2 separate regions of the Gossypium hirsutum genome follow, and region 1 is linked to region 2. Evidence: chromatin contacts called from public Hi-C data. All regions are on one chromosome and are shown on one strand. The core of a region is the stretch at or near the end of the contact, and the rest is flanking DNA. Distances in the headings are between cores, read along the strand shown.

The links. A called contact is a pair of places that touch in the nucleus more often than the background predicts.
Region 1: a contact with region 2 is called in a Hi-C map of leaf, with 2.9 times the contacts expected there. The contact joins the promoter of LOC107909644 here to the enhancer-like site in region 2. A contact is called at or near these places in 2 of 34 Hi-C or Micro-C datasets (leaf and petal).

What each region holds. Positions count from the first base shown.
Region 1 is chrD10:3,116,872-3,121,531 of Gossypium_hirsutum_v2.1, reverse strand. It overlaps LOC107909644 (ras-related protein RABA1c), which reads right to left and starts at 1,717. Exons shown (of 2, transcript XM_016837259.2): 1 at 1,303-1,717; 2 at 1-51. The coding sequence starts at 1,523. TRNAG-UCC (transfer RNA glycine (anticodon UCC)) reads right to left here and starts at 1,949; the gene lies at 1,878-1,949. LOC107909643 (ABC transporter I family member 1) reads left to right here and starts at 3,509. Exons shown (of 2, transcript XM_016837258.2): 1 at 3,509-3,817; 2 at 4,101-4,660. The coding sequence starts at 4,157.
Region 2 is chrD10:3,070,461-3,074,958 of Gossypium_hirsutum_v2.1, reverse strand. LOC107925199 (protein STICHEL-like 3) reads left to right here. Exons shown (of 7, transcript XM_016855808.2): 3 at 1-481; 4 at 668-1,199; 5 at 1,296-1,359; 6 at 1,440-1,528; 7 at 1,683-2,983. The coding sequence ends at 1,773. Among protein-coding and RNA genes, the nearest start is that of LOC107925199, 5.7 kb to the left of the region's middle. Within about 2 kb of position 2,283, at least 8 of the 9 cell types and tissues checked have an H3K27ac peak or open chromatin away from gene starts, as enhancers often do. A contact at or near this core is called in leaf, where this site is marked.

The DNA of each region.
Region 1 (4,660 bases), core at 468-2,967, 47 kb before region 2:
AGGAGTGCTCCCACAGCTCCTCGGTAATAGGCACTTGTTATTGCACGGTACCTGTCAGTGTAAGAAGACAAGTTCAGAAACAATACGAAAGATAAGTTAAAACATTGTCCCTGAAACATCAAGGGTTAAAAAAAACTCATGCAGCTCCTTGTTCATGATGTAAAAACCAATTCCATTGATCCCTATCTGAATCCAAACTGTGTAACACAACTCAGCTAAAAGATTTGCTAAACGGGATGTTTTCATTGTTCTTGTGGGTCGATTCCTCTTTCTTTATGCCATTAGAAGGAAGAAGATGAAGCCTTACATTCTATTTTTCAAATCAAAGAATCACCTTAGATAAAACATATGATGAATGAGTAGGCTTTACATATGCCTACTGAAACAGGGTAATCAAACGATAACCAGGCCATGACAGTAGCAGCCCGTAGCAGTAACGACAACAGTATAAGCATAACACACATGAAACATCCTATACATAATAACAATTTTGATTCAATGCCTCATCAAACAATCTTGGAATAAGATCATACAATAAATTAGAACATCCTACTATCTCAAATCACACGGTTTGAAAACATTACATTCGACCTGTAATATATACGAGCATGCCTCAAAAGAATCATGTCACTTGTCAGCCAAGATTTTGCAGTCTTCGAGGTGAAGCAAGCTATAATGGCGACAGAAGAATTGCCTAGCAATTATGGCGACAGTTAAAATTTTAGGACATAGATAATGGTGGCAAGCAGCATTTGCAATAATGATTCTCACATCGGCAGGTGTATGGTAAAGACTATCCAGCAGGATAAAGTAAGGCAGCGCTCGGCTAGAATCAATCAGAAAGCTAAAGCGATCCTATACTATTCTAACAAGCTGTTTCTTTCATTACCAATTTATCACTTGTAGTGTCCATGCAACAACCCTAAAATATCAAACCAGATTAATGCTATATACACTAGATTTGCAAGTACGACACACAAATGGAAGCTCAAAGATACAGGTATAGAATCATCACAATTCTGTGAACATGACAAAACTAGAAAGCAAGCACGGGTTCCAGTGGCATTATCATGCAGGCATTATCAAGCAAGGGTTCAAATCTAAATAAACACATTTGCCAGAAAAAAGGAAACGATGTCGTTTAAGCACAGCTCACAGATCTAGCTCTTCCATGATCAAAGTTGCTTTCTTTCCTCAAGTTCAATAAGAAAAAAACCAAATTCCTTGCAAAACAGAAGAGAACTAAAGATACCCAGATCAAAAATAAAGGAAAGCAAGGCAAGGGAATAGTAAAAGTGATACCTTTCTTGACCAGCAGTGTCCCAAATCTGAGCTTTAATGACCTTGCCATCCACATTCAAACTACGAGTAGCGAACTCAACGCCAATAGTAGACTTGGACTCGAGGCTGAACTCGTTCCTGGTGAACCTGGAGAGTAAATTAGACTTCCCCACACCTGAATCACCGATCAAAACTACCTTGAAAAGGTAGTCATAGTCATCCTCTGCTCTGTAACCAGCCATATTTCACCCTTCCTTTTTTCCTCTCAAAACCACTGATGTTGATACTATATTACTTTCCCTTTTGCTTTGTGTGGAGTAACAATATGAGAAAGAGAGTGTGAAACAGGGGATAGTTTCAAGTTTATCATGCTTTTTCTATGTCCCCCTTTTAAACCTTTTATTTTGGTGGGTTGGGAATGTAAAAGATTATTGGACACCAGGGTGGCAACATGTTGATAATTTATTTTAATTACAAGGACTAATTTGACAATATTTTGATAGGGGCAGAATGCAATTTATGTTTTAGTATAAGGACCCCATGATATTTTTACCACATTATCATAATTAGAAAACAAAACCCAAAAACATTCAAAATGCGTTTGCCGGGAGTCGAACCCGGGTCTATTGCTTGGAAGGCAATTATCCTAACCGTTGGACTACAAACGCTAATTGGTTACGCTTATAAATAAACAAAAACAGTAATAATATAAAAAAAATTTGAAATTCGCTTTTATATAGACTTTCCAGGAAACTTCAGAAAAAAAGACAGTGATGAAATGAACTCACAGTACTCCCCCAAGCACTGAAACATTATAACAGTGAGACAAAGAATATTATAAACTAACAAGTATAAGATTTGAATATTGCAATGGAAACAAAAACTTTTGGTAAAAAAAAAATGTATATAGTTTCAACATGATACTTGAGGAGTTACATCATCATCATGCATGTGTATATATATATATCATCGATGACCAACTCCATCATGCCTGGTGGTGTAAATAGGTATAGTATTGCCCCTATGGCTCGGACCCGAAGGTGTAATTCGACCTTTCTTGAGAACACCAATAACAATTCCATGTGATCCATGGGGTGGTACTGCAACATTATGATGATCAGCTGCGAGCATGTTCCGATTCACGGCTGCGGCGTCCCCTGAATGCTTCGACGGTGTTAGCTCGTGGTGGATTCGAATCGTAGAAACGGTTCTCGGCATGAAAATTGGAAATAATATGATCAAACTGGTAAAGAAAAGTATATAATTGAAGGCAGCCATTGATGGTTTTTTTGCCAAGGATGTTGGTAGGGGGATGAGGCAGCTAGCTATTTAGCTTTTGAGTTATAAAGGACAAGTTTGAAACAAATGAAAAGGAGAGATTTATAACATCTAAAGAGTAATTACTAAGACCCATATTTAAGAAGAAAATATAGAGAGATTAAAAGGTTGGTGGGCTATGGTTTATAGATAATGGGAAATGAGAAGTTCATTCATAGTGCTGCTTTAGATTATGATGATACCTACCCAATTTTACATTATACACGAGGAAATCTATAAATTATTATCTATTTTTTATAATTTTTTAAATATATCAAAACATAATTTTATCATTATATTAATTTAAAATTTTATAATTTTTAAAAATGATAAATTTTAAAAAGCCCCTACCACATTTACAGTTTTAATACAATATAGTCTATTCATAAAGTAAATTAATTTGATGATAAAATTAATCTGATATAATGCCTTTTTTTTCTTTTCCTTTATAATGAAGCAAATAAATATAAGGAAAAAAGGTAATAGTGATGACTAGATTCAATTTGACCTTTGCATATATATTCAGTGACTTGTCTAAGAGGTCATGATTATTCCTTTTAAATCATACAGGTGCTGGAATAGGAAAAGGAATGGCTGCTGGCACGTTGCCGACGTGCATGATTAGGTTAAATTTAAGTATCACTAAATTATTAATAAATTTATATTTTTATTATTTAATTTAAAAAAATTTATAAAATTGTTTAACTATTTAAGTTATTATATTGTTAAAAACATTGTTATATTTGTATCATTTGTACTAATAGAGAGTTTTTTTATTTTTTATTTTATAATTTTAATTTTTTTTATGAAATAATTTTGATCGTCACGAATTTATAAATTAAAATTTGAATAATTTTTTTTATTTTCAATACTAACTATTAGATGACTTCGATATAAAATATATTATTTTATTCATCAATTGATATTGATACACATCTTCGAATCATTACTTAAAAAATTTTTTTATAAAAAAAACCTTTCCTATTTGAAGTTATATATACAGTTTATTTTAAGTTAAAGGCTTTTCTCTTTTTTCTATCATCATCTTCCTCCTGCCATCGTCCTCTTATCTCTCGTCTCTGCAAGTCAGTTTTTTTTTTCTCTTCTCATCTCAGTTTTCACCCACCGCTGTGTCCGCTGGTTTTTGCCGGATCTGACCCATATCCTGTGTCGGAATCCGTGTCGACACGGGCACTGCACCCCAAATTGCAGAATCCAGGTAACGAAGGTTATGGATAATAGTAAGAATGGTATAAAATGGAATTTGGTCCCTAGCTCTTTTAAAATCTATTTGAGTTGCGTTTGCTCAAATTCATACAATATGCATTTCTATTGTGAAGTTAAATGTATTTTCACTAGTCAAATCCTATTGTCTTTCAAGTGTTTGATGTTTTTCCCCACTGAATTCTGCCTAGATTTGTCTTTTATCTTATAGGCAGTTTCATCTGACAAGTGTAAATCAATTATGGTATTCGTCTAACATGGTTTAATTTTATTTGCAGTTGTATTGCGAAATCCCCAAACCAAACCTGAGGGTAATATTATTTGTTCAACTTCAATGCCTGTGAGGAAGCCTCCACTCCCTAGAATCCTTCTCAACGACGTGTCTTGCATGAGAAATGCACAACAAATCTTGCGGCACGTGAATGTGTCGGTTCATGATGGTGGAGCACTTGTGTTGACAGGGAGCAACGGCTCTGGGAAGACCACATTCCTGCGTATGTTAGCGGGATTCTCTCGACCTTCTGCTGGCCAGATACTTTGGAACGGCCATGACATTAGTCAGTCAGGAATCTTCCACCAATACAAGCTTCAACTAAATTGGCTTTCCCTCAAGGATGCAGTGAAAGAAAAGTTCACGGTCCTTGACAATGTTCAATGGTTTGAGGTTCTTGAAGGTAAGCATGGTAAGTCCTTGCCAGCCCTGGAGCTCATGGGCCTAGGAAGACTGGCAAAAGATAAGGCAAGAATGCTTTCAATGGGACAACGAAAGAGGCTTCAGCTCGCTAGGTTGCTTGCCATCGATAGGCCGATTTGGTTGTTAGACGAGCCTTCTGTTGCA
Region 2 (4,498 bases), core at 1,034-3,533:
TTGAAAACATTATCTGAGGCAGAAAAACAACTGAGGATGTCGAATGACAAACTGACATGGCTAACCGCTGCTTTGCTTCAGCTTGCTCCAGATCAGCAGTATATATTACCTATATCTTCCGCTGGCACTAGTTCTCATCGCAGCCCCTTGCCTCCAAGCAACGTGGACAGAAGACATGATGTCCGTAAGAGTTCTAGAGGCTTATCGAAAAATGCTCGGCCTGAAAATCTCCATGCTGGAAGTTTAGGGAATTTTGAAACTGGTATGGTTAACGGTATACATTTCGATAGAAAGAGGCATGCTGCGTCTGGGATGGCTCCTCAACAAACATCAATAGTCTTTACTGAGAGGCAGAATTTAGTCAAAAACCGCAACGGGATCGAAGAAATTTGGTTGCAGGTGCTTGAGAAGATTCAAGTTAGTGGTCTAAAAGAGTTTTTATATTCAGAAGGAAAGCTGATCTCTGTCAGTTTAGGCGCAGGTATATCCTACTGTGCATCATGCTCGTCTTTGTGTGCCTTGATCATATAGTTTTAACATACTTGTACATGAGAAATTTTAGCAAGCTTGAATCCATAATGCATGCTTTCTGTACTCGAGGATAATGGGATTTGAACCTTAGTCATAGTTGTTTCCTTCTCCGTTTTAATCGAGTGTTTTTTTGCAGCACCAACTGTACAGTTGATGTTCAGTTCACCTATGACCAAATCTAAGGCGGAGAAATTTAGGGGGCATATTTTACAAGCATTCGAGACTGTTCTTGGTTCGTCGGTGACAGTTGAAATTAGATGTGAAGCAAAGAAAGATGCCCGAGCTGGGGTCGGTCCATCTCAGATGATCATGGATCCAGAGTCTAATTCTAGAAATAGGATGCATGCCGGGGTCGGCTCCCAAGCTCAGCAAGCAGGGAATGAAATTGTTGAAATACCAGCTTCTCCAAGAGAAGCCAAGGATAACGAACATGCTGATAACTTTGAATCTAACAGAAGAGGTTTAACACTGGCCGATGCTGCAACTTATAGGAAACCGACATTGGCAGGAAGACAGAAACTCGGGGAACTAAGTAAGAGTCAAAGCATCGTTAGAAGTAAAGTGTCCCTCGCACACGTAATTCAGCAGGCAGAAGGATGCACGCAACGCAACGGATGGTCAAAGCGCAAAGCAGTTTCCATTGCCGAAAAGCTCGAACAAGAGAACCTGTATGTGTATATATCCAGTGCCACTATAGATCCTCCATTTATGTCAAGCTTTTGTAATCTTCAACTAAGAATCAAATTCATGTCTGAAAATTTCAGGAGATTGGAACCTCGGTCGAAAAGCTTGCTTTGCTGGAAAGCAACTAGAGTAACACGCCGAAAGGTAAATTATCTACCATTTTAACATAAATTACCATTATCCTGATGAAAATGTTCGATTATTGATTTACTTATGTTCCGCAGCTCTCACGCTTGAAGATTAGGACACGAAGACCGCACTCGTTATTGAAGTTCGTCTCCTGCGGAAAATGTCTCTCTTCTAAATCTCCTAGGTAGGATAAATAACAAGAAAATTTTTGGATGGCTTTGAAGGGTTGGTGCCTAACTTGATTGAATTCATATTTACATTTGTAATTACCCATTTTCTTGCTGGTTTACGACGTAAGTTCGATCTGTGAAATTTTTTTTTCTTTGAATAAATTACAAGCCTTCTTCCACTTCCCTCCCGGAATTAATTTCAGCCTATATTGAGTGGCTGCGGATTCGATTTTCTGCCATCCATGGTGGTGGTAACTGAAGAAATGACCCAAGGCAGGTATATAGGGGGGGGGGGGCCTGAAACCTCCATAGCCATAGTGAAATCTTGGTTTGCCTAGTTCATAACTTTGTTTAGCGAATGAGTTTAAAATTAAAATATTTGAGCTAGTGTTACTGTAATGTAATGTGATTCGTATGAATTTTGTTCATATTACCTTTTGATACTGCTTGTGCTCTTGGAATCCTGTGGCTGATTTTGATTTTCAGAAACTTCTTGTATTATTTGTACATCTTTATTTTTATGATTTTAAAATATAAATCTAATTATTAATACCGTTAAAATTTTCTGATAAATTTAACGTCTACTATAATTAGTCATGGCTTTGAAACTTATACTGTATTCAAACTGTAATAACAGATTTTGCCCGGGTACAAATAATAAAGGGCCCCAAATAAATAAGTAGTCCATTTTTTTACAAATAGGCCTATAGAGCCCAAAACCCGAAATACAACAGGGGCCCAAAGCTCAATGGCCCAAATCATTTGCAGAAACCCTAGGGTTTCTGAAGAAGACTTTTGCGCCGCAACCGCAACCATCACCAAGCCGAATCTTCATGATCTTCACCTGCAAACACAAGAAAGGAAAGAAAATCAAACCAAATCAAATCAAGAATATTTCTTGTTTCTATTTCTTGTATTTTCATTCGGCTATATAAAGCCATTGTTAATACTGTAACCAGGAGCCGAATTCGAAATCATAAAAAATAAGTACTTTCAATCAAAAAGAGAACTCAATACGAAAGCAAAGATCAGTTCAAAGGTTTATTTTTTACAGGTTTTTTTATATTTGTTTTATTTTATCTATTGTTTTTTTCTTTTCTTTCTTCATTCGTAAAATAAATAAAATAAATGATAAAAAGAAAGAAACAACCTGTTTGTTTCTGAAACGGTCGAGGGAGCCACCCCCGAGGATCGGTGGCCGGAAACCGAAAGGTTTCTTGACATTTTTGAGGTTTTTTGTGGTTTTTTTTGGGAGTTTTGAGCTTGGATCTGGTTTTAAAAGGGTCGAAAAGGCCGAATAAAGATTTTTTCCTTTTCCGGCCTCCGCAGACCGCGGTGACGGCGCCGGAGATCGGCGGCCGGCGTGGTGGCCGATGATTGACCGTTGACCGGACTTAGGGCGGAGCTTGGAGAAAAGGGGGGAAGGTTGAGAGTGTTTGCTTCAGACTTTTTAAAGAGAAAGGAAGAAATGAAATCTTTGGGGATTTTTTTTGCTTTTATAACATAAATAAAACGACGCCGTTTCACCTAAGGGCTTTTAGTGTCAAAACGGCACCGTTTTACGCAACCCACGCGCGACCTGACCCATACCAGTGGATCCGCGCGTTTTCGATTTTTGGGTTATTTACCCTTTTGATCCCTTCCTTTTTTAGGGGTTAGGCAATCAAGTTTTTTTATTTTTTTAACATTTTCCCTGTGATTTATTTCAAATTTCAATTTGGTCCAATTTGAACGGCGCCGTTTTAGAGGAGAAGGGAAAATTTTCCTTTCAGCCCCTCTATGTAATTCGCGCATTTAAATTTAGTCATTTTACTTTTATTTATTTGCGGATTTACCCCAGATATTGTAATTGCAATTCAATTTAATTTTTTTATGTTCTTTTTATTTGTTTTATTAATTAATAGTGTAATTATTATTATTATTTATCTAATATATATTCCTTTTATATGTACACATATATATATTTTTAAAAAAATATTTTCCTATTTTTTTATATATATGTATATATTTACGTTTTTAAGTGATTAAATACTCACTTTTTTTTCTTTTTTAAAATATACTTATTTTTTACTATTTTATATATGTATGTATAATTGTTTTTTTCTTTATTTTCATAAGTATATTATGTGTTGTATTTATATATAAATTGTATAACCTAAAATTTTATTTGTAAATTATATGCATATTTTTAATCTTCATAATTTCCATGTGTACATCTTTTGATCCTTATTTATTTGTTTGCTATCCCATCCATTGTATAATTGTGTTTACATTTAATATTTTGCATGTAATGGATTACCTTTTTTTATTCATTTGCTTATATTATTTTTATGTCGATGATGTATTTATTATTGTTATTATTATTATAGCATTTGTATGTATAAAATCACATTACATCATTTTTTACTCAAATTTAAAGATAGAATTTTTTTTTGAGATAATGTTCGTATTTAGGATCCTTTAAGGGAATTGAGTCCTAACGTATTGGGTTCCAATTTTCTTCGTTAAATCTGACAATCGAGTATTTCTCTTCAATTAAAAAATAAAAACTCATTATTGGGAATTTAACACGTTGTGTCCTAATGTATTGGATGTGACGTATTGATTTCTCGAAATGAATATTTTTTTTTAAATAATAAATGAAATATTCTGAGTTTGGGATTTTAAAGGAATTGTGCCATAACGTATTGGGTGTGATTTCTTAAATCTTGGATAAGTGGATGTTCTTTTTAAGTAAAGGAAATATTCCAAGTTTGGGATTCTAAAGGAATCGTACCCTAACGTATTGGGTGTGATTTCTTAAATCTTGGATAAGTGGATGTTCTTTTAAAGTTTTATTGTACAAGTATTTTGGCCCAATTTATTTTGGGGAAAATTAGAATGTTGTGCCCTAACGCATTGGGTGTGGTATCTTCTTTCTCTAAAATAATAAGGGTCTTAATACGTAACCTTTTAAGTTTTGCTAAGGATTATGTTTTTTTCCA